7 separate regions of the Mus musculus genome follow, and all the other regions are linked to region 6. A link is a contact called in public Hi-C, HiChIP or PLAC-seq and promoter capture Hi-C data. All regions are on one chromosome and are shown on one strand. The core of a region is the stretch at or near the end of the contact, and the rest is flanking DNA. Distances in the headings are between cores, read along the strand shown.

Region 1 (3,408 bases), core at 668-3,167, 930 kb after region 6:
GGAGCATGGTAGCACTCAGGCAGACAGGAAGCTGGAGAAGTAGCTGAGAGTTCTACACTCTGATCCATAGGAAGAAAGGGAGTAACTGAGCCTTGTGTGGGCTTTTGAAGCTTAGAGCCTACCCCCAGTGACACACTCCCTCCAACATGGTCATACCTCCTAATCCTTCTAATCCTTTCATATGGTCCCACTCCCTGATGACTAAGCATTCAGATATATTAGCCTGTAGGGGTCATTTTTATTCAAACCATCATACCATTTATTAATAGTGCTAGACAACCTAACCTATGGTAACAAAAAAAAAAAAAAAAAAAAAAAAGATCAATAGCTACATGGAGTTGAACTCCAGCAAACTGTGGCATGCAAGGGAACCTAAGGGAATTTGGTGGGATGATGAGATGCACTGTATTATAATTTGTATGGTAGTAACATGAGCAGATGTATGCCAAAATCTACTTAGCTCTACAGCTAGGATAAAAACAGTTTACTTTCTCAAAAATACACTTTAGTAAACTGATTTAAAACTCTCTAAGGGTTGCCCAGATGCCTTTCCAATGTTCCAGAGACCTTGGAAGCACATGCTGGAAGAAAAAAAAAAAAAACTCTCTAAGGGAGCCATTTTTGTCCTTTCATCTCTAGTCTGTGATGTGATATTAAAATAGGCTGTTATGGGGAAGATTTGGCTTCACCTTCTCAGTGACACAGCGAATTTTTAGTTGATTTGTCAGCTGCCTCAGAAATTACAGAGGATGGGGGTCTGCTCCTCTGCTCTCTTGCATCTGTTCTCTTCTTCATGGTTGACAGAGGCTGTGTCCATATGGCAGAGGAGTAGATCTTTGGCTAGTTCACTTCTAGTTCTAAGACCCAAAATGCAAGAATTCTGTCTCAAAACTCCAACTGTCAATAAACACGGATGTAGCTGAGGTTGTAGGCTCTCCCATGTGCCACAATAGTGCTCAGGACAATGGGGACTTGTATGAACCCACTTATCACTGTGTGGCCTGAAAGAGGGATGAGAGGAAAGGCAGGGTACCATGACAATGGTCTCATCAGAACCATGAGCCTAGAGCTGGGGAGATTAACACCCCAGCCAAGGTGTGCATCCTTGCCATCCTAAACCCATAGAACCCATCACATCTTCCCAGACAATTGACACTCACAGTGTTCTGAAATAAAAATTAAAAACGTAAAAATAAAATGGATGAGCCTGGAGAGGTGACTCAGCAGTTAAGAACATTTGCTGCTCCTCCAGAGGACAAGAGTTCAAGTTCCAGCTTTCATAGCAGAGCACAACCATCTGTAACTCTAGTCCCAGGGCATCCAGTGCCTTCTTCTAGCCTCTGTGGGCTCCAGGCATGCACATGGTGCACAAGTATATATGTAGAAAAACCACCCATACATAAATAAAAGATTGATTAAATTTATTTGATAGTCTGTTTTAAAAGATGAAAATCTCAGGTTACTTATAAAGCCTAGCCCTGCAAATGTGTAGGAGAAAACATTTGAGGTCACAATCTTTTTTCTCCCCATGATCTCCATGATGTTGTTGTTTTTGATACAGAAAAATAAAGATAACAAGGAGGAGCTGTTACTCTTTTCTTCCTAACCATTGCAATCCTTTGGGGAGAAGACTACACAAATGCACATATGCAAAACATCTTCATAAGCATTAGTATATTTGTGTGCCTGTGTTCTCAGTATCTAGTGAGTCTAACTCTTTTTTTTTCTGTGAATATTTCTCAGCAGCCCTAACATAGTAGCAGTCTCTAGCCTGCTTTCCCCAGTGCCTCTGTGTCAGAGAATATACAGAAGAGGAAATCAAAAGTCCTATTTCATCAGCTGACAGCAGAGAGGATAGCAGAGGGAACACAATCTAAGGCTGGCAACCAGCCCTCTTTCTCCCAGAGGAAAATTACCAGAACTCACTGCTGAGTGACTAAGGACTGCCTGGTATTCTCATCTCATAGGAGGCTGAGCAGACAGACACGGCTCTGTAAACATGATAGAGGGAAGCCAGGATTCCACGCTGAGGCCCAGCAGGCTGCCTCTGACCAGGTGGTCTCACCACTTCACCCCATGGACTTCAGACAGACAGCCTGGAACGCTCCTGGGCAAAAGGCCTGCCAAAAGCTTCCTGGCACTGCCACAGATAGGATCCACAGAGCAGCCTTGATGATGAGGAGAGACAGCAGCTTCTTAGTGCTGAGATTGTGGAAACAGAAGTTCTCCGTAGCCTGTTAGCTTACATAGGTGTCTGGAAGAGATGAGTCAACATTGGAATGCATCCTTGACTGTAGCTTTTCTTGCACCTGTTCTGGGACAGCTGTGTTCTCAAAACCTACACCGTGGCAAAACAAAAAAAAAAAAAGAAGGGAAATCGGATTGTAATGTGTTTGCAGGGCACTCAGGAGAGCAGGCCCTGCACCCCATCTGAGCAGCACAGGAGAGCCTGGTAGCAAAGGCACTGGTGAGCCAGGCCCAAGGGCATAAGAACAAGAGAGCTGGCCCTGCCTGTGTCAGGCTGCAGCACTTGAAACCCTGGGTAGTATAGTATAGTATAGTATAGTATAGTATAGTATAGTATAGTATAGTATAGTATAGTATAGTATAGTGGAGTCGTCTCTGGAGGCATGGGTGGTGAACCAGCCTCGAGGGCATGAAAGCAGGAGAGCTACATTGAGTGGCCTAGCCAGAGCAGTGCTAGAGAGCTTGCCCTGGTGTTAAGGCTGACCAGCTCAGCTACCAACCAAGTCTAGGTCCAGGGCTCTGAATTGGCCCACCCCAAAATCTCTATCATCAGTTGAGACACATGAAAGGGCCAGTCCTGCCGTTCCAAAGCTGCAGGATCTCCATGACAGAGGCCAACAACAGGAGAACTGGGAGGAGTCCCTGTGAGGATCCAATATTGATGGTGTCACAGAAGTCAGAGATCTCGAACCAGACCAGTGACTCATTGCAATGAACATCTGCAAGTGAAGATGTGTGGTCACAGGGATATACTGTGGGACACACTGTGACATACTGTAGCTTTCACAATGAGAGTTTTCTATGCTTTTGTTATTGTTGTTTGTGTTTTATTTGTGGGGGGAGGTTGCAAGGGTGAGTGGTGGATATGAGGGCATGGGGGGGATAAGAGGGACTGGGATGCATGATGTGAAACTCACAAAGAATCAATTAAAAATGGTTTTTTTTAATGTGTGGCAGGGATACTAAAGATTTTCACATTTTGCTTATATTTTAGTTGTACTTGTCATAGCCTATAGAGTCAGAGACCTTCTGACTTCTTGCTGTATTTCAGCCCCCAGTGGGGAAACTGGGATGCTTGAAACAGCCAATGAATGAGTAAAACACTGCCTAGTTTTCCTCCAGGTTCACTGTTATCATAAACTCATAAGTATTTAAGTATAT
Region 2 (3,255 bases), core at 78-2,577, 970 kb after region 6:
CAGGACAGAAGAGAGGACTGTAGGGAGCTACTACTTATGCCCTTGCAGCTGACTGGGTCTGCAAAGCCTCCCTGTGCAGAGGTACTGAGGCAGCATAAGAACTTATTTCCCCAACTCTGTCACTCAGGACACTTACAGAGGAGAGCATCCCAGGAAGTTCCGGCTCACTAGCTATGCAGAGGAGGTGGTGGCCCCACAGGGGCTTCGACTGCTCACGGCACACCCAGCACACCCACCAACTTTTATACCGCAGCACACGGCTGCAACTGCTCACGGCACACCTGCCAACTTCTAGACCGCAGCCCAGACTCCAGGAGCTCACCTGTTTGCATACGCACAAATGTTATCTATCAGTGGGAGGTTCTTCAAAGCTGCCTCTACTTTCCCGAGAGAAACGTACTCTCCTGCCTGTAGTTTCACAAGGTCCTTTTTACGGTCTGCAAAGGGCAAAGGCAGAAATATTGAGAACAGTCATTAACACCTTAAGCACATAGGAATACTCTCACCAAGTCATTTAAAACTTTTCTCAACTAAGCATGGATGGCTGCCCTAAAGTTGAGATTATACAATAAAGTCAGACCCTAATCTTTTACAATTAAGTAAATTCTCTTGTGGAAAATATTGTACTTAAGGGACATCATCCTTATGGCTTGAATATATTCTGCTGAGCTGCTGCGCTCCTGACACTCACTAGTGCAGAGGGAAAGCAGCTTTGCACTGCAATGGGCAAAGGCACACCAGGAAAGAGGAACAGAAACACAGCACCCACACAACACAGCCAACTTGTGGGCTGGGAAGGAATCCTTGCAAGTGGGGCCTGAAGTGACTTTTATTGACCGGAGCTGTGTCAACTCAAACACTGAAGCATAAAGAGGAAGGAAACAATTCAAGAGGTGGGAGGTGAATGGCAGCTGGGTGATAGAGGCTCCCTGAACACAACCCCTAGCAGCTATTAAAGGTTTCTTAGAACTATGAGGTGTCGTCATTACACACTGGAAGTGGAAAGGTTTGGAGAGGTGTGCAGCAGCACAGCGGAGATCCTTATGATAGATAGGGTGGCACAGGCCTAGGCCTGACCCGCAAATGTGCAGAGAGGCAGACGATGCTTTGGAAGCCGTCTGCCTTTCTCAGTGAGACAGGATGTGGAGCAGAGGTCGGGAAGCCTCAGCTCCTTTTGGCCTTCAGGGTATCAAGACCAGGTGTTGTCAACAATTTCCTACAGGACAAAACTCTCAATGAAACTTTCTAACCTGCAGGGAAGCGCCGCAAGATCCACATGTCATAAAAACAGGAGGCCCACTGAGGAAATGACTCAGAAGCCCTAGGACAGCAGTTCTCTGTTGCAGCATAGTAAGGTTGAGAACCAGTACACTAGAAGTCCCTGACGCTCACCAGACGCACTCGACTCCTCCCTCCTCAAGCTTGCACAAGCAGTAAAGACTTCTAAGAGACACTGTCAAATAAACCAAGCAAGCTGCCCAGAGGATGCTCAGACCAACTGGGCTGCCAAGAAGAGACTGCTTCACCTTGTCAAGCTGCCAGCAAGGTCAAGCAGGACGCTCCAGGACGCCAGCTTCTGTGGGCTCTCACCCATGCTGGGGTGGACTTTCGCTGCTGCTGCATCTGTCTCTAGTCATTCCTGCTCACCTGCACTCACTCCATAAGGAACTCCAGTGACACTCACTAGTTCACCAAGTTGGACGCTGGTGGCACCAGCATTTAGTCTGTCATCTGTCCCCTATGTGGGGTAAGCAGATGCTTGCTTGTGTCTCCCAGGAAGCCCCGAATAACCCCAGGATGCATCTGGCACTACTGAAGCTGAACAAACTGCAGCAGAAGCACGAAAGGTGTTTTGCCTTGTAGGTCACAGTACTTGACTTGCCAGGCTTTCCTTGGTTTTCCTGGGCAAAGCCAGGACTAAGTTCAGACCACAAGCACTGCACAATAACCTAGCCAGGCAGCTAACAAAAACAAGCATTCCCTACACCAACAGTAGAGAGTGACTAATGACCACAAATCTGTGGCTGAACAGCTTTTGCAACCGTATTCATAACATGCCAAGCTTTAAGAACACTTTAGTCTCTCTTTAAAATGTTATATTTCAGAAATGATATAAAAGCCCCCCTCAATATTACAGAGATAAGCTCTTTCACTAGTAAAACAGTCTCTGTAAACACAGGCACCACTTTGTAAAGTCATCTGGGAAAACACTTTCAAGAAAGAATTCAGAGGCTTAAAAGATGACTCAACATTTAAGACCATGTAGTACTCTGGCAGAGGACCTGGGTTCAGTTCCCAGCACCCATATGGTGGTGGCTCACAACCATCTGTAACTCCAGCTCCAGAGGACTTGGCCACCCTCTTCTGACCTCCGAGGACATCGTGCATACATGCAGTACACATACATACATGGAGGCAAAACAGTCATACACATAAGCTTTTTAAAAGGACGCAATACTCACCAATGATCTTCAGACAGCCGTCAGGGTCAAACTCTCCAATATCTCCAGTGCACAGCCACCGCTGTCCATTTTCATCTTCAAAGAAATCTGTCTTTGTTTTTGCTTCATTTTTGTAGTACCCCATTGTCACATTTTGGCCACCAATAAGAATTTCACCTCTGGGATGTGGTTTGTCAGTATTAAAATAGCCACCTAATTAATAAACACAAAATAACACATATAGGTATTATACAAATATTCTAAACTATTAGTTTCTAAGTGTAGACATCTTATTTTAACCAATTAAGAGACTCCAAGAGAAACAAACTAGACCGTGTAACTAAACATTATCAATAAGCTAGAGACAAATTCTCAGTTGTTAAATAATGAACATCCATGCTTTTAAGCTACTATTCCAGTCTAAAACCCAGCATCCTCCACCTACTATGTAAAATAATTATACAGGTTCTACTCAGTCTATACATCAAACTATAAAAGTACTGTCACATATTAAATAATACAACAGACCCCTTTGTAAAATCACATTATTATATAGTGAGAAATTTGTTCTTTCAGATAATTTCAGTTTAACTCTGGGCTTAAATTTATTGAATATATTTCTAACTTCTGCTAAAAACAGTTGAGAAATTTTATCAAACCCTTAGAGCCTTTAGAAAGTTATGTCCCAATAATTCAAATAACCTACATGCCTTAATATGTCACAAACATTTTACAATACTTTTTATTTCAAAATAAAATAAACAATAAACTTTTTAATAGAATTATTTTAAAAATTACTTCCTTCCAACATATG
Region 3 (3,010 bases), core at 461-2,960, 810 kb after region 6:
TCTTACACTCAGTTCATAGTTTTCACCAAAATTCCAGATAGTTAAGCTTTTGGACCACTGAACTCAAAATAAGTGACATGGTTAGAGAGTGTGTCATCGTGGTTTGGGTTAGATTTTCTTTGTAAGCAACCCAAACCCCATTGACGAGGCTTAAACAATATGGGGAGTTACTGGCTCATAATAATATCAACCCACTTCAGCCACTGCCAAGTCCTGGTTTTAACAACACTGGTACGTGCAAGCTCTACACACCATCTGCCGTGTTAAGATTTATGTAAATAAAGATGCCCTTCAGCCTCCGCAGTTGCACATTCTGAGCAGAATCCAGGTACATTTCCCCAGTATCTAGGTGAAAGGCTCAGAATGGTTTCCGCTAGCCTGAGTTTGGTCATATGACCATATGGTCATCATATGATGATCTGCAGGGCCATCACAGGGACTCTTAATAGTGCTGAAGTATGGGAAAGACTCATGGACCCCAGCAGACCAGATCAAACGAGAATGGAATCACTTTATAATGGGTTACAGAGTCCAACTTAGTTTTGATATAGGTCCATTTTCCAGGAAATTAGAAGATTCCAATCAAGACAGTAAGGAAGTCCCCTCTGTTTTAACCCTAAAAGGGCAGTTTTGAAACAAACAGCATGTTCTTTATTCTGTTCCCCTCTTCAGGATTTTTTTTCTTCTTTTTTTTTTCTGCCTGTGTTGTCTTCTGCCTCTGATCAACTCACCAGAAACCCATTCTATTTCAGTCACAAACTAAAAACTCAATTAAGGTGCTTATGCTAAAGTTGTCTGTGTTGACAGTGGTCAGGCTTTGCTCCCGTGGTAATCCTGGACTTCAGTCCCTCGGATTCTGGGTAAATTGGAAAAAGGAAACAGTAAGGACGATAATGGAAGAAGAAACCAAGGCACCGTGACAAGAAGAATAGAGAAGGCAGAGAAAGAAAAACAGACCGCAGTGAATTTCTATAGAACTTCATTTGGGTTTCTAGGGGGTTTGATACAAGGAAATCTTGGGGTAAGCATATATTGAGTCATGCCTAGGAGTAACACTTCTAAATGTCCCATATGGGGGACGATAAACTCAACACTGATCCTCTCCAACATACAGTACCTTGAACATTAGGTCTTTTTAAATAAAGCATATTTTTTCTTGATTACAGTATGTTTCTATTGCCACCCTCATAACGACTTTCACACTTTTTTGTCTCACTTTGGAATAAAACTTTCAGTGTGAAATTTCTCTTCTATCTTCACTTTGATTATGTGAGCAGTTTCTCAGTCTTGGTTAAGTCTTTCTGGAATATCATTTTCTCCTAAAACAGGAAGTAGGGGAGCCAAAAATAATCTTTCCTTTAGCCTAGTAGCTTTCCAGTGAATGTTGCTGGAAGGTTTAATAAAAGGCAGTATTAGCAGCCAGCAATTTCCAAGCTGGTACTGCACACACGGCAGCATTTTAAATCTTCAGGAGAGATTTCCTAGATAAATGTCCTTCTCTGTGCACAAAGGCCCTATTTCCTTGAGGAGTGGGCTTAGCTCTGCCTTGCTACCCACTGCAGGCTTCTCTGCTACTGAAAGCTTATACTCACTTCTGTAGTAGTCGGTGTACTTAGTGAATCAGCCACACATGCCACAGGCACCCCGTCCTCAAGCCTCCATAAATCCTGCCAGGCCATGGAAGCCAAGAAACAGATCTGTCCTCTATTCAAAGGCCGCAGAGCCAAGAACTCCCCCAAGTTCTTGCGTCAGAATGACTGATCTTTAACCACACTGGGTGTTCTTTCCTGACCCCACCTGGCAAGTGACCATAACATCTCTTGGAATTATCTACCTCGTCAAGGTTCCCAGTAAGGAGCCAAGGGTCAGGAAGTTGCCTCTACCACTTTCCAGCAACGTGTGGCATCCTTATTCAGCCACACAGCCTCTCTCTCACCCCTTCCTCATCACAGTATTTTGTATTTTGTTTATCGAGTTGGTTTTGGTTTTGTCAATATGTATCGTGTTTCACATGTTGACAAAAGGGTCCTATGCATATGGCCAGGCAAAGCTATCTCTAAGCCTAAGCCAGCCTTCATTCCTGCATCTCCTTTTCCACAGAAACTGATTCCATGTCCGAACCTGCTCTAAGACAGCCAACTCTAAGCCAGTCAGAACATTTTGCAAGAGTTATTCAAGGAAGCATCCTGCTTCCTGCTGGACTTGAAGCTGAGCCAATGCTGGGGACCCAGTTAACAGTTTGCCTGGGAGTTTCCTGGCTTTAACACTGGAAGTCCCACATCTGAGGAATCTCCTTGGTGTTCTGTCACTTGAAGTGATGTGGGGGCTGGAGCTGCTATAACCATATTGTCACGTACAACCTAGCAATCAAACCAGCAGAGAACAAAAGGCCCCAGAGAGGTAGAAAGTCCTTGTACCCCTTTCTCCCTTTTCACAGCCCACCATGCTCTTTAGGCCAACATAAATAGAACTTCCTGATACTCTTCACAGGCAATCTTTTCACTAACATACAGCTCCATGATGTAACACAGGTTTAACTTCCCGGAGGCTCAGGTAATGCAGCTGTGAAACCAGAATGACATCTTCCACAAATTAAATGTGACAGCGACATCAAGAGCCTATCTGAGTACCTACCATACAATAACTGCCAAATAACTTTTGTCCCTTTTCTTCTATAAGCTAGAGACCTCATAAACACTACAGGGAGATGGTAATAGATTAAAGGAACAAGAGCTGCACCAGCTCTGATTGTTCATCACAGGGGCAACTGAGAAGCAGCTGAAGAGTGACCTTGCTGAAGTCCTTCAGCTAGTGACAGCCCAGACTAGAAGAAGATCCCCTGAGCTCTGCCTCAGTTCTTACCACTCCATCATGAACTCTGCCCTGCTTTTCTGGCCTGGAGATACTAAGCTGTGGGTGCCAGGAGAGAGTGAGTCTCTCCCAGCCCAAAGAGACGACACCCAGGCATCATGACTGTAACATGACAATCAACAGCCATAGCCAGACCAAG
Region 4 (2,978 bases), core at 181-2,680, 940 kb after region 6:
GTTTTCCCCATGCCTGGAGAGCAGTCACCCCGCCTTGCTAATTGGCACTACTGTGGTGCTTAATCTCAATTATAATTAGATAAGATCTGGAACCACCAAGTTTCCAGGCCTGTGAGCATGCCTGTGCTGGGATTATCTTGATTAGGTGGACTGAAGTGGGAAGGCTCATCCACCATGGATAGCACCTTTCTGTGGATGCATAAGGAGAAACTGAGCTAAGCACAGACATTCATGAGTCTCTGCTTCTTGGTTGTAGCTACAGTATAGGCAGCTACATTGAGCTTCCGCTGCTGTGACATCATCATGTTGAACCAGTGCCTCCCACTGTGAGCCAACATAGAGCCTTTCTCACTTAAGTTGCTTCTGTCAGAGTAGTTGTTATCATAACAGGAAAATAAAGTAAGATAAACACTCTAGCAAGGACAGTGTAAATGATGGACATTTCTGCAATGTCAGCAGAGACCAACATGAAGCCACTGTCATGTCCATGTGAATGACAAACACGGATTAGTATACATAAAATCTTTCCATAAGCAAAGCCACGCCTTTTGACTCTGACCTCAGCACCAGAGTGCCAGGGCATTGTGGACCACACAAATAATGTCTGATGACAGTGCCCATTGCCAAACCAAAGCAGAATACTAAAAAGAATAAGGAACGGATCACTGTGTGCACAAGAGAAGTCTCAAAATGTTAAAAAAAAATCATGTTCTCACTTATGTATCTTCTTGGATCTTAACATCTTCATTTACATAAAAAATATTTTTTTAAAGTAAACAAACACTAGGGAGATAATTCAGTTGGTAGGGTGCCTTCCTTGTGGGAGGAAAAGAACTGTGTTCCATTCCTAGCATCGAGAGAGAGAGAGAGAGAGAGAGAGAGAGAGAGAGAGCTTACTAGACACGATGGCATGGCTTGTGCCTGTAATCTCAGCACTGTGGAGGCAAAGAAAGGTGGGTCCCTGGGGCTCACCAGCTGTCCTAGTCTACTTGGAAAGAGCCAAGACAATGACAGATTTTATCTCAAGATATGGATGGTTCCTGAGGAACAACACCTACAGCTGTTCTCTGGCCTCCACATGCATACACACACACACACACACACACACCAATTAAATGCATAACTGAGCACAATAGGTCACATCTGCAATCCCTACCCTCAGAAGCCCAAAGCAAGAGAACTGCAGTAAATTTGAGTCCAGCTGTAGAGGAAGGCCCTGTCTGAGAAACACAAATGGAGACACCCTATTCAAAAATCAGCAGGCGTCTTCCTTATCTTAGCTCGGAAACGCCTTCATTTCTATTAAAATGTGTGGAATCATTTCTGTCAATATGCTATCCAGGGCTAGTCAGATTCGTGGGGGAAATCTCACCAGTGGTATGTGTGCTGGGCTTATCAGACATGGGCTGACCCGGAAGCTAAGGGCTGGAGGAAGGGATCATCTCACTGCATAAGCATCTCTGATGATGGTGACAGACAAGAAGCTTCGGAGACCCTGGGAACAAGCCATTCTCGGGCTCAGAGTCACGGGTTCTGCATCTGAGGCTCTATCTGTTGTTTGATGTTTCTCCTTACAGCACTTACCAGGAAGCTGATGTAGCACAGAGCCAAGCAGAGAAAGAAAGGTGGGTAGCCAGACCTTCTGCTTACCCAAGGGTCTCCCTGTCCCGCTGCCTCACAGCACCCCCTGAGAAAGCCTTATCAGTTTCTCAAACAGCCTCTGAACCTCTTCCCTCCCAAAGATGAATACATTAGATCCCTTCCAGCCATGGAGTTGGTTGTTGTTGTCGAGATCCTTATACACACAGCGTGAGTTTGTCCTCTGGAAATAACTGGGAAGTATCCAGGAAAAGAATTACTGCAAATAAACACTACAGTGAATGCTCCCTGAAACCTGATGCTAGGTCTGTGGAGTAGCTGTTTTTAAAAAAAAATCACAATCGTGTGTGTGTATGTGTGTCTGCGTGTGTGTGTGTGTGTGTGTGTGTGTGTGTGTGTGTGTGTGTAAGAGAAGCTGAGGTTTTTTTTTTTAATCAAATTTAACCGAGGCAATAAATTAATTTTATATTCCAGTGGTAGAAAAATAATCTGGTCTCTCATCTGGAAGCCAGGAGAAATACAAGTTTCTCATTTCTCATCTTGGGAAGATGCCAGGGGCCAGTAGGTGGGAGAGGTGAGGGGGGCAAGGGAGAAGTTTTTCTTTTCTAATCTTGTTTTCTTTTTTTTTTTTTTAAGTTGTATAACACGTATTGTCCTGCTTAAAACTCCCTAAAAAATAAAAAAAAAAAAAAATAGCTTAGTCTCCGGCTCCAACCCTCCATCTGCTGTAAGGCAAAAGTCATGGAAACTGCACCTAGGCCAAAGGAAATGATAAAAACGGTTTCCGTGATGCCAAAAAGGGACATTGGTCTCCACACAGAGGCATCTGTCAAATGCCAGCTCGTTTCCCGGCTGATTCTCCCCAACTCTCGCTATTTCCCATCAATATTGTACCAACCTTCAAAGCCCAGCTCAGCAGTGCCACTAGCACCTAGTGGATGGAAGGAGGCCAGGCAGGAAGCTGGTATGCCTTTTGTCCCCTGAACAGCAAACAATCCCAAGCATGGGCTGCAAAAAGGCTAAGAAAGCCTGACTGAGTGCTAGTCTGGCTGGGTGCTGGCCTGGCTGGGTGTTGGCCTTGGCTGGGTGCTAGTCTGAGTGTGTGCTAACCTGGATGGGTGCTGGTCTGGCTGTATGCTGGACTGGCTGGGTGCTGGTCTGGCTGGGTGCTAGTCTGGCTGTGTGCTGGCCTGGCTGGGTGCTGGCTCGTTACTGTTTTGGTAGAGTGCTAACATGGCTGAGGGCTGTTTTGGTAGGGTGCTGGCCATAACCCTCTCTCCTACAAGGTTTGATTTCATCCTTCTGCTTTAAAGTCCTGCTTCTCTCAAAAAAAAAAAAAAAAATGCATTCTTCAGTGGGGCAGACACTGTAATAAATAA
Region 5 (3,074 bases), core at 270-2,769, 830 kb after region 6:
CACACACATATGAAAAAAGGAAGGAAGAAAAATGGAAGGAAGGAGAGCCTGCACATATGTTAAACATTCTACAATGCTAATTAACTGATTGCATTTTCAATAATTGTAGAAAGCTGGAATGTTACAGGTTAGTAAGCACATATATCCTGGACTACCTTTAGCCATATAAGTAGTCATGAATTACCTACCCCTGTGTTTGACCTAACATCCTGTGAGTGTTAGGTGAATATCTTTGTAATATGCAAACATGCCCCTAACTTGCACCAACTAAAATGATAATATCATCAAATCATTAAATAGCATATAAAACATTATCAGCTAGCATACAAGACCTATAGCAGAGATTGTTTCCACCAATATATTTTAAGATATCTTCACGATCGATTTCTTTGTTCTGTTGCTATAAAAACTTCAGGGACATGTTACCACATTGGATCACAGTATTTAGGGTAACCTAAATCTGTGTCTCTGGCCACAGTCTCCCATGCGACTAAAAAATACACTGACCCATATCCTCTCTGAGGTGAGAACTGTGTTTTTCACATTGACATTAGCAAGGAATTAAAAGAAGGAAACTGATAAAGAATAAAGGAAAGTAAAAGAACATATGCCACTCCCTAAGAGGCAGAGAGGCACAGCAGACATGCGCAACTTCCCCTTTCTACTCCACTGTGAGGATATTGTCTCATGTGAGAAAGTCATTTACTCCACCCATACCTGCTAAACCTTTGCTCTTATGTGCTAGCATCCGTTGGCCAAGACTGGTTAACAGAGTGCATAACTCTGACAGACACTATTAGGCAATGTGAGAGAAAATATATCATCCTCGGACTGCATGTAAGTGAACTAACTGAGAAAGAATCATTTGGAATCTTTGGAGTCATTTGAGGATTCTTGTGGAAGGTTGTCTCCTACGCTGATCTTAGCCATTCTTTCTTTCTTTCTTTTTTCTAGTCTTCATGTTGCTTCTCTTTTTGAGGGGTGAAGTCCATTTCTTTTCCTGTTCCATGTAGGCTAAATCTGTGACTTCCTTTTGACTGAACAGTACCTAGGAACATGCCTAGGCTTTTGAGACTAGGTTTTAACAAGCATCTACCTACTTCATCTTCTCTGTGGGAAATCAGCTACCATCTAAGTTCAACCTCTATGAAAAGCTACAAGACAATCCAAGTCAGCCTCGGGAGGAAAGACAAAGCTCCTCTTGGCCTCGAGCTTCCTTGGGCCTCTTGACTAATAAATCAGATACGGGAGCAAAGATATTCTAGCTCTTGCTCCCACAAGGAGCAGAAAAGCACCCAGCAGGGCTCAGCTCAGGCTGCAGAAACATGGGGGTGAGAAACAAGCAAACAAAAACCAACCTGTATCTGTTGTTTCAAGAATAAATATTGAGAGTGGTTTGTAAAATTACAATTGAAGATTGAAAGAACTTCCAAAAACCAAGCAGTATATTGAACCGTGAAAGAGAAGGGGCTTGTTGCCTGTCAGTCGCCATCTGTAACCAATTTAAGCCATTTTCATTCTGCAGTAACCTATTTGAAGGATAAGGCTCTAGTAGACTTATTCCATTTCAGAGGCAAGGGTAGTTGCCTGTCTGGGTGGTAAGGAATGAAGTCAAACTTCAGATGCAAATAGCAAGTTGTAGATAGGACTCCTATGCACAGAATCACACAGTTCAGGGTGTGGGGGTAGGAAGGAGGTGGGGAGGCAGGGGCTGGAGGCTGATTTGGCAGAAAACGACACAAAACTCAGCAAAGAGGAGATGATGATTGTCCAGATGAGAGAAATGGAGTCTGGATTTTGAGTTCTGAGTGGAGCTCATAAAGCATGGTGACTTGGGGGGACTAGCATAAGAACACTTGAAAGCCTGCATACACAGCCAGCTGGGGACCTGTGAAAGCCAGATTAAGGGTTCTGCTTGAGATGATTTGTCATCTACTTGGGACTATGACACTGAGGTTCTGCCTTCTATCTGTTTGGCAATTTGCTATACATTAACCTGAGAGATGGGGAGGAGGGTGGATTTTTTTTTCTTTGACAATGTCAGAACAATGAGTTTTATGTCAACTTGATGCATGCTACAGTCATCAGAGGGGAGGGAGCCTCAGTTGAGAAAATTCCTCCATAAAATCAGTCTATAGGGAAGCCTGCAGGGCATTTTCAAAATTAGGAGCTGATGTTGAAAGGCCAAGCTCATTCTAGGTGGGGACACCACTGGGCTGGTAGTCCTGAGGTCTATAAGAAAGCAGTCTAAACAAGCCATTGGGAACAAGCCAACAAGCTAGTAAGAGCAGTCCTCCATGGCATTTGCATCAGCTCTTCCCTCCCGGTTTCTGCCCTGCCTAATTTCCTGTCCTGACTTCCTTTGATGATGGACTATGATGTGGAAGTATAAGCTAAATAAACCCTTTCTCCCTAAGAAGATTTCAAAGGTGTATTGTATTTTCATTTGTGTTATGTGTTTGGGGGGATCATTGTGTATTACATGTGTGTAACGGTGCTCACTGCAACCAGAAGAGGACATTGGCTCAGAATTACAGGCACCTGTGAGTTAGAACTCCTACGTGAGTTCTAAGAACTGGATATCTGCATGAGAGCAAAAAGTGTTCTTCATCATTGAACTCCTCTCTGGCCCTTCCCAGATAATTTCAATAATGTAGATAAATTTGAGTACTGCCTTTAACTCCAGGAATAAATAGTTCAATAGCAGTGCTCCCTTGAACTCACATCAGCCTACTGTAGATTACTTTCTTATATACGTCAGTCCAGGTTTACTCTGTTGGTCTATGTTTTACAAGAAAACATAAAAGATCCTTACGCAAACCTATCTGATCTGTTGGCTCTCTGGAAGGTAGAGAAGTATTGGTGATACCTGGAAGGTAACCCAATCTAAATATATTGAAACAGAAACAAGTTTGCAATTTGTGTTAACAAAAACTAACACAACGCCTCCCCCCCCAAAAAAGCAAAAGCAATAAATGGTGTGTCTTTAACTTTTCAGTGAACCTTCCCAAAATACCCAATATAGTCACTGAAGACCACACTGCACCCCAAGATATGATCTTTTCAAGGTTTAT
Region 6 (3,410 bases), core at 840-3,339:
GTTTCAGAATTTGACTTAAGTCTTAACTCACTGAGTTTTCTTTAGCTTTGAAGTTCTTCAGTAGTCCTACCTCTTTCCCACTATAGACAAAAAAACGTTGGAAACAGAAGGCTTTGAATGCTTTGCAATTGGCTCAGCAAAGGTGAGTGGTACACAGCGGTGCCCTGCACTAGAGAGAGGGCGAGGCATGATGGAAAGAGGTTCGATGAGATTATTACTGCAGCTAGGTGAAGCCGACGGCAGGGAGGCCTGGCCAGCACAGGAATTTAGAAAGGAAACTTTCTGATGTTCTGTTCCTTTATAATAGGCAAAATTACCCCACAGCCTGGGGTTTACTTCTAGTCATACAATCCTCTTCTATGTCCCGTCCCTGCAGATGTCACAACACAAGCTTAAAAGGAGCATTGGAGTATGTAGCAGCTGGGAACCTGGAGGCAGAGGGGTTTGTGGGAACCTGGGACTGGAGGCTGTAGATGCAGAGGTGCCTCTAGCTTGGTCTCCATGTTCCTCCCTATCCCTCGGATCTCCCTGGTACTGTGCCAAAGCCACCGAGGCTATCTTTGGGGTCTGTCCATCCAGGACAAGTCTTTTCCTTCAGTGTCCTGGCTTCTCTGTCAGAACAGCTTACCACCTCACCAGGGGGCAGTTTACCTGGCTTCCGGGTAATTTACAGTAGCTAATTTGTGTCTTGCTAGCCCAGCTGTTGGGGTCTCTTAGCATTTCCTGGGCTTTGTTGCAACTTGTATATCACCTATTGTTCTGTTGGGGACTGTGAGCACCAGTGACATCAGTGACATCAGTGCCCCCTCATTCATCACCAGGGCTCCCCCATAGGGCCTGGCATGAAGGAAAGGCATTAGTGGCAGGAATTCGGGAGCCCAGCTGGAGTTCTCTTTGCTTTCCTGTTCCTAGATGGGGGCTGGGGGGGCACGGGGTGTCTATATCCTGCAGATGGTTCAGATTAGATCCTGGAGAGGAATTCCGTCGACTTATGGGTCTAAGAGCCATTTAGACAAAGGTTAACCTTTAAGAGTCATTGTCTCTCTTTGGGTATATGGCGAAACCAGCCCATTCTCCCCAAATCAATCTGTGCTAAAACTCTGCTTAGAACTCGGAGACCTGGAGATTCTTTATTCCGGCTTAAAACTCCCCTAATTGTTTAGCCAATACCAAGTGGTCTGTCCTGAAACCATACACATAAGAGCAACACTAAAAGACCGAGCAGTAACACACACACACACACACACACACACACACACACACACACGCACACACACACCCCTAAAGAAAAAAGAAGCCACGATTTCAAATGAAACTGCGCCGGGGCAGGGTGGGTGGGTATACCTGGGGAAGAGGGGAATTTAAGGGAAGAAAGGGGAAAATGATGTAATTATATTTTAATTTAAATAACAAAACAGTCTAGGCCTAAAAATCAAGGGGAAGAAAAACAGCTGAAGAAAAACAAACACCACTCCCCCCCCCCCCGAGTTTCAGTACCTTAATGTAATAGAAAACTTTAAGCGGAGAGGGCTATGAATGTTCTTGAATTGCAATTTTGGTAAAAAGCAAAACAAAACTCAAGGGAGTGTGTGTGAAAACATTTTTCATGTATTTCTAGCTCTGGGAACTGCTCTCTCCCTGAGGTGTAGGGCCAGACTGCTTTTTACACTTTTCTCAGGTGTAAAGGCAAGCATCTTCTTTTGGCGGAAGGTCGCCAGTCCCATTCATGAAGCACACAACGTGGCAGCAGAAGAAGGATCGCAGACCCCAGACCAAAAGGGAAGCTGGGGCACCAGGCGCGGTCAGCGCAGAAGGTGCGCGCGCAGGTGTAAGCACTGCCCTGGGTGGGGCTAGCGGTGATGAGGGGCGTGGCGAACTGCGGGGTCCCCGTGGCGCAGGAGAGCAAAGGAAGAACCAGGGGGAGGAGGAGGGAGTGAGAAAGGGTAAAAGGGGGAGCTGGAGCGGGAGGCTTGTGAAGAGGCAGAGAAGGAGTGACACAATTTGAGGAAGCCAGGAGGAAGGTGTGTGGGAGGAGCGGAGGGGAGGAGCAGCCCGGTGCGGGGAGGAGTCTGCAAACTTTCAGTTCAAGGGCATTGTGGGAAGTAGCCATGGTCTGAGGCTAGCGCCTCACCTGTCAGCCGCCCGGGCTGCTACAGTCTCTTCTGGCCCTCGCATCCCGGGCAATCGCTGCTGTAGGGACCCGGGACCATGGTGAGTAGGGCTGAGCATCGTGATGGAGCTGGTCGAGGCGGTGCGCGCTCCAGGTGACACCTGCGGCTCCAGGGCCGAACACGCGGCTGGGGAGGGGGTACGCGCCTAACCTGGCTCTGGGTACCGCCGAGTCACAGGCGAGGGTGGCCCGGCTGCTCCGGACAGTGCAGGTCTCCCCGTTCCTGCGAGTCCCACGGACACCGGGCACCGCTCTTCATTCATTTCAGTCTCTTTCTCTGATCGCTTGGTCCGAGCCAGGCGCTGGGGATGTCGCGGGGGACCAGGTGCTTAACACTGGTAGGAAAGGATGCCTAGGGAAAGAGACGGTGATGGAATGGTGAAATAAAAATAACTTTCCAGAGCGAGGAGAACTCCCAAGCCTCAAGAAACCCGCCTGAGAGGTAATTTTTGATTTGGTGGCCTTTTTGAGGAAGTGACATTTGAGCTCCCCGAGGTGTTTTGGTAGAGCGCAGCAGTTGGAGGGGTGAGCGACTGTGAAGAGGAGAAATGAAACCCCGGTTTGTGGCTGGAGAGGCGGGAGGGATACCAGGTAGCAGTTCTTCATAAAGTAGAGTTTTGGGTTTTGATTCGCTCGAATTTTAACAGGAGTAGTGACCGTATCCATTCTACACTTCCTGAACCCTTTGATTGATGATGGAGAATGGACTGAGATGTGGGGGGGTGGGGGCGTGGGGTGGAATTCCTATCAAGATGAAAGCCCGGAGACCCGCTACACTCAGAAGTGGATATCCAGCTCTGGGTGGAAGCAATACCTGAGGTTTCTCTCGCGCTGGCTTTCTGCTGGGACAGTGACTAGTTTGGTAGCCTGTCCCACTTCCCTGGTTGTGCACACTTCCCAAATTCTCAGAGAAGTGACCTCCTGAAGGCACTCTCTGGATGCACGACAGAGAGCAGGTGACTTTAGAAAGAAGGTTGAGTTGGAGTAGTCCATTGCTGAGACACCCGGACAGATAGCCCAGAGGATGTCGGCAGGGTTCCCAGCGTGCCCATTTTTTGTTTGTTGAGGTAAATGCAGGGTGCAAAAAGGCCCCTGTAAATAACGGAGCAGCTCTCTTGGCTTGCTCAAGTTTCCCAAGGAACAAGGTACCCAGGAAGATAGCTCATTTGCCTAATGGAGGTGGGATGAAGGCTGGTTCCCAAGTATCTATGGAGCCCAAAGCTGCTTACTTCTTGAGGAA
Region 7 (3,429 bases), core at 363-2,862, 760 kb after region 6:
ATATGCTCACTAGAAGTTTCCTATAGCAATTCTTAATCTCCCTTTCCTTCAACCATGCTTTCCTTCTCCCCATTCAGAGGTTCTAACAATCAAGCTATATTTCCCATGCTTCTGTCTTGCCAGTACCAGCTAAGTCTAAAAGGGCTGACCATTCCCTCCCAGCTCTCAGAATCTTCAGCAGCTATTGAGGAATTGGAATTTGGACTTGGGATAGCCAAGCAGGCCCTTTTGACTTAAATGCTTCTGTTTTCTCCAGGCTGGTCCCTAAAGTAATCCATGTCAAGGATGCTGTCCCCAAAGCTCCCAGGCCTGACGTTTGTGCTTACGATGCCAGCAGTCAAGCTCAGTGGGTACTGCTATCAGAAGCTTGGCTGATGAGCTTTCGCTCTCCCAGCACATTCCCTGACAGCCTGGCCTCTGCATCTCCATGGCTTCCCAGTGCTTAGGCATTCGCTGCCTCAAAATGAGAAAAGGCAAGCCCCACAGCCAAGAGCCAAGCTGACTTCCAAAATCCAGGCACGCAGTATGCATAAAATGCAAGGGTGCTTTTTCTTCTTATGAAAAAAACTTGACATGTCACCATATTGATGAAGGCCACTGAGTATATCAAGATGGGGGACAGCTCAGTGGGTCAGGCGATTGCTATGCAAACCTGAGAACCTGAGTTTTGATTGCCACATGGAGTATCAGTCTTTTTTTTTTTTAATTTTTTTATTAGGTATTTTCCTCATTTACATTTTCAATGCTATCCCAAAGGTCCCCCACATCCACCCCCCCAACCCCCTACCCACCCACTCCCCCTTTTTGGCCATGGCGTTCCCCTGTACTGGGGCATCTAAAGTTGGCAAGTCCAATGGGCCTCTCTTTGCAGTGATGGCCAACTAGGCCATCTTTTGATGCATATGCAGCTAGAGACAAGAGCTCTGGGGTACTGGTTAGTTCATATTGTTGTTCCACCTATAGGGTTGCAGTTCCCTTTAGCTCCTTGGGTAATATCTCTAGCTCCTGCATTGGGGACCGTGTGACCCATCCAATAGCTGACTGTGATCATCCGGGAGTTACAGAGACAAAATTTGGAGCTGTGACAAAAAGATGGACCATCTAGTGATTGCCATATGCAGGGATCCATCCCATAATCAGCTTCCAAACGCTGACACCATTGCACACACTAGCAAAATTTTGCTGAAAGGACCCAGATATAGCTGTCTCTTGTGAGACTATGCCGGGGCCTAGCAAATACAGGAGTATCAGTCTTTTAAAGTGAGCATGGAGAAGGGTAGAGACAGGAGGATCTCTAGAGCTCACTGGCTAGCCAGTCTAACCACAAGATCCCAGTTCAAGAAGAGACCCCATCTCAGATTATTAGGTGGAGAAGCAATTGAGGAGACACCCCACTACACACACACACACACACGCACACACACGCAAACAACCTAGCATATAAAAGCTGAAGAGAATGACAAGTGCCTGAGTCCTTGTTTATTTGGATGTGGGACTATAAAATGCCTAACCCTGTTATGTAAGAGAAATGGAATTCTTGCCCCGGTAGCTTACACAAACATCGTCTTGCCTGGCTAAGCAGCAGAGGCCAACTTCTCAAATGCACTTTAATCTGATTATCCCCGGTGTTTACTGTGCAGAGCAGACTCTGTGTTGGCTCCTCCTACCCCTCTTCCTGACTGCCACAGCTCCTACTTCATTGACATTTGAGAAAAAGAGAAAAACCTCTTTGTTGTCCAATTGCTGACTGTATAGCCTGCCTTTATCAGAAGGAAATGAAAACTTTGGAGTCTTTTTGAATAATTGTGGGAAGTCATAAAACATGCAGTAGCTCATGAATTATAGTTGATCACATTGGATCTAACTGAGCTGGAGAGGCAAGCGCATATTTTTTTCTCTTTTCTCATTTTACACAGAGTCTTTGCCTCTAGTCTACTAAAAACTCAGAACAACTTCTAACATTTTGAAATACTGGTTGATACTTTCCTGGCACCCTGACAGAACCCAGGATAGAATTGTATGTAGCCCAAGATTACACAGAAGAGTCTCTAACAGTTTCCAACCTTAAGCATGGATCTAAGAGCCACACAGATTTTGTTTGTTTGTTTGTTTGATTTATTTTTTGTTTTGTTTTCAGGGTCATTGAACATTTTAATTTTTAAAAGCTAGCAAAGGAATAGGAATTTTTAAATTTTTTATTGTATTTTAAATCCTATCTTAAGGGCCAGAGAGATGGCTCAGCAGTTAATGCTTTCCATGCTGTCATGAGGACCGGCGTTCAGATCCCAGCCCCAGGGTGGGCACGCCTGCAGCTACAGCCCCAAGAGATGCACTGACTTCTCCTGGCCTCCTTGGTCTTCAGATCCTGCCTGCACACACATGTATACATGGATTCCAATAAATATACAGACACGCAGAAACACACACCGGCATTCAAGTATAAAGACAGCTGCAGTAGAACTAGGCAAAACTGACATCATTGATAAAGTTCAAAGGTCCCCTGCCAGAGAACATCTCTGGTAAACTGGCCTTTCTGATTTTTCAAGGCGGAGAGCCTGTTAGATAAGCCACTACCTTCTGGACCGCAGTTCGCTCTGCTTATAGACCATTGTTACCAATTGTTTTCCTCATTGCTATGACAAAACTCCTGACCAAATCCAAACAAACAAACAAACAAAACTTAAGGAAGGAGGGGTTTATTGGGACTCACAGATCGTGGGTGGTGATGATCACAAGGAAAGTCCACTATCACAGAGGAGTTACGAAGGCAGGATCCTGAAGCACCCAGTCCACACTGCCTTTGCATCTGAGAAACAGACAGAGCTCTGCCCCGCTCCATCTTTTACTCTATCAGCCCATAGAATTGTGTGGCCCACAGCTAAAGTGAGTATTTTCACCTCAATTAGCCCTCTCTACAAATACTCTCACCAACACACCCAGAAGTTTGTTTCCTGGGTGATTCTAGACCCTGTCAAGTTGCTAACCAAGTTTAACCACTGCATCAACCAACGTAAATGTTAATCTTATCAACAACAGCCACGAAGAAACAACTAAAATACTGGACCAAATATCAAAGTACACCAAATTAACCACTAGAGTTGGTATAGTTCCTCTTATGTTTGCTTGGATAACATACAGATGCTCTATAATGAGGTATATTCTAGAAATATATAGCCATCCCTCAATGGCCAGGCAAGTACGGTCATATGCAACCCAGATATGATGGTTAGAACATGTACTTAACTGAACTGAGAGTTGCCCAGGAGGTTAGTAGAGCATACTTCTGGAACTTTCTACAAATGGATTTTCAGAAATTAATGAAGGGGAAAAGACCTACCCCCAAATGTAAGCTGTTACATCCCACAGTCTGAGGGAACAGATGGATTGAAACGGGAAAGGGAAAGGCTTGCTTCCCCTCTTGCTCCCCTT

Evidence for each region. Promoter capture Hi-C pulls out the DNA fragments that hold promoters and counts their contacts. A called contact is a pair of places that touch in the nucleus more often than the background predicts. HiChIP or PLAC-seq counts read pairs in DNA pulled down with a chosen protein or histone mark.
Region 1: an H3K27ac HiChIP or PLAC-seq map of SST interneurons shows a contact between it and region 6, with 11 times the contacts expected there. The contact joins the enhancer-like site here to the promoter of Ap1s3 in region 6. A contact is called at or near these places in 9 of 39 promoter capture datasets (the HPC-7 cell line, cranial neural crest, embryonic stem cells and 5 more), 16 of 484 Hi-C or Micro-C datasets (CD4 T cells, CD8 T cells, the G1E-ER4 cell line and 7 more), 19 of 115 datasets of contacts at active chromatin or transcription factors (the SCID.adh cell line, SST interneurons, VIP interneurons and 13 more) and 4 of 9 other capture datasets (adipose tissue, embryonic stem cells, liver and 1 more).
Region 2: a contact with region 6 is called in a promoter capture Hi-C map of trophoblast stem cells, with 15 times the contacts expected there. The contact joins the enhancer-like site here to the promoter of Ap1s3 in region 6. A contact is called at or near these places in 22 of 39 promoter capture datasets (the 3T3-L1 cell line, 3T3-L1-derived adipocytes, the C10 cell line and 15 more), 2 of 15 datasets of contacts at CTCF or cohesin (hippocampal excitatory neurons and large pre-B cells), 19 of 484 Hi-C or Micro-C datasets (the AML12 cell line, B cells, the HPC-7 cell line and 14 more), 13 of 115 datasets of contacts at active chromatin or transcription factors (acute myeloid leukemia, bone marrow-derived macrophages, craniofacial prominence and 9 more) and 4 of 9 other capture datasets (adipose tissue, liver, macrophages and 1 more).
Region 3: a contact with region 6 is called in a Hi-C map of muscle stem cells, with 1.8 times the contacts expected there. The contact joins the enhancer-like site here to the promoter of Ap1s3 in region 6. A contact is called at or near these places in 4 of 39 promoter capture datasets (the 3T3-L1 cell line, frontonasal cranial neural crest and hippocampal neurons), 3 of 484 Hi-C or Micro-C datasets (the HL-1 cell line, brown adipocytes and muscle stem cells), 1 of 115 datasets of contacts at active chromatin or transcription factors (vascular smooth muscle cells) and 1 of 9 other capture datasets (embryonic stem cells).
Region 4: a promoter capture Hi-C map of hippocampal neurons shows a contact between it and region 6, with 36 times the contacts expected there. The contact joins the enhancer-like site here to the promoter of Ap1s3 in region 6. A contact is called at or near these places in 16 of 39 promoter capture datasets (the 3T3-L1 cell line, 3T3-L1-derived adipocytes, the C10 cell line and 11 more), 6 of 15 datasets of contacts at CTCF or cohesin (the NIH/3T3 cell line, embryonic stem cells, large pre-B cells and 3 more), 182 of 484 Hi-C or Micro-C datasets (the AML12 cell line, the AtT-20 cell line, B cells and 93 more), 29 of 115 datasets of contacts at active chromatin or transcription factors (the SCID.adh cell line, Th17 cells, acute myeloid leukemia and 21 more) and 4 of 9 other capture datasets (adipose tissue, embryonic stem cells, liver and 1 more).
Region 5: a promoter capture Hi-C map of cranial neural crest shows a contact between it and region 6. The contact joins the enhancer-like site here to the promoter of Ap1s3 in region 6. A contact is called at or near these places in 2 of 39 promoter capture datasets (the 3T3-L1 cell line and cranial neural crest), 3 of 484 Hi-C or Micro-C datasets (the HL-1 cell line, brown adipocytes and muscle stem cells) and 3 of 115 datasets of contacts at active chromatin or transcription factors (acute myeloid leukemia and embryonic stem cells).
Region 7: a promoter capture Hi-C map of hippocampal neurons shows a contact between it and region 6, with 6 times the contacts expected there. The contact joins the enhancer-like site here to the promoter of Ap1s3 in region 6. A contact is called at or near these places in 4 of 39 promoter capture datasets (the 3T3-L1 cell line, cranial neural crest, hippocampal neurons and 1 more), 2 of 484 Hi-C or Micro-C datasets (embryonic stem cells and muscle stem cells) and 2 of 115 datasets of contacts at active chromatin or transcription factors (acute myeloid leukemia and pancreatic cancer cells).

The regions. Positions count from the first base shown.
Region 1 is chr1:78,744,185-78,747,592 of GRCm38.p6, reverse strand. It overlaps Gm38631 (a long non-coding RNA gene), which reads right to left. Exons shown (of 4, transcript XR_865568.1): 4 at 1,439-2,338. Among named protein-coding and RNA genes, the nearest start is that of Gm33693, 5.1 kb to the right of the region's middle. Within about 2 kb of position 1,917, at least 130 of the 459 cell types and tissues checked have an H3K27ac peak or open chromatin away from gene starts, as enhancers often do. A contact at or near this core is called in SST interneurons, VIP interneurons, adipose tissue and 2 more, where this site is marked.
Region 2 is chr1:78,700,668-78,703,922 of GRCm38.p6, reverse strand. It overlaps Acsl3 (acyl-CoA synthetase long-chain family member 3), which reads right to left. Exons shown (of 15, transcript NM_001033606.2): 12 at 2,463-2,654; 13 at 323-437. Among named protein-coding and RNA genes, the nearest start is that of Gm38631, 18 kb to the left of the region's middle. Within about 2 kb of position 1,327, at least 95 of the 459 cell types and tissues checked have an H3K27ac peak or open chromatin away from gene starts, as enhancers often do. A contact at or near this core is called in the HPC-7 cell line, acute myeloid leukemia, adipose tissue and 3 more, where this site is marked.
Region 3 is chr1:78,863,256-78,866,265 of GRCm38.p6, reverse strand. The region is part of intron 3 of Gm29536 (predicted gene 29536); the gene reads left to right. Among named protein-coding and RNA genes, the nearest start is that of Kcne4, 48 kb to the right of the region's middle. Within about 2 kb of position 1,710, at least 30 of the 459 cell types and tissues checked have an H3K27ac peak or open chromatin away from gene starts, as enhancers often do. A contact at or near this core is called in brown adipocytes and muscle stem cells, where this site is marked.
Region 4 is chr1:78,725,568-78,728,545 of GRCm38.p6, reverse strand. All of the region lies in intron 2 of Gm38631 (a long non-coding RNA gene), which reads right to left. It overlaps Gm33693 (a long non-coding RNA gene), which reads left to right. Exons shown (of 5, transcript XR_865566.2): 4 at 1,578-1,625; 5 at 1,743-1,887. Among named protein-coding and RNA genes, the nearest start is that of Gm38631, 7.1 kb to the right of the region's middle. Within about 2 kb of position 1,430, at least 31 of the 459 cell types and tissues checked have an H3K27ac peak or open chromatin away from gene starts, as enhancers often do. A contact at or near this core is called in the Ba/F3 cell line, the C2C12 cell line, the N1E-115 cell line and 7 more, where this site is marked.
Region 5 is chr1:78,842,681-78,845,754 of GRCm38.p6, reverse strand. The region is part of intron 3 of Gm29536 (predicted gene 29536); the gene reads left to right. Among named protein-coding and RNA genes, the nearest start is that of Kcne4, 27 kb to the right of the region's middle. Within about 2 kb of position 1,519, at least 2 of the 459 cell types and tissues checked have an H3K27ac peak or open chromatin away from gene starts, as enhancers often do.
Region 6 is chr1:79,670,651-79,674,060 of GRCm38.p6, reverse strand. It overlaps Ap1s3 (adaptor-related protein complex AP-1, sigma 3), which reads left to right and starts at 2,089. Exons shown (of 5, transcript NM_183027.2): 1 at 2,089-2,211. The coding sequence starts at 2,209.
Region 7 is chr1:78,906,369-78,909,797 of GRCm38.p6, reverse strand. The region is part of intron 3 of Gm29536 (predicted gene 29536); the gene reads left to right. Among named protein-coding and RNA genes, the nearest start is that of Kcne4, 91 kb to the right of the region's middle. Within about 2 kb of position 1,612, at least 37 of the 459 cell types and tissues checked have an H3K27ac peak or open chromatin away from gene starts, as enhancers often do.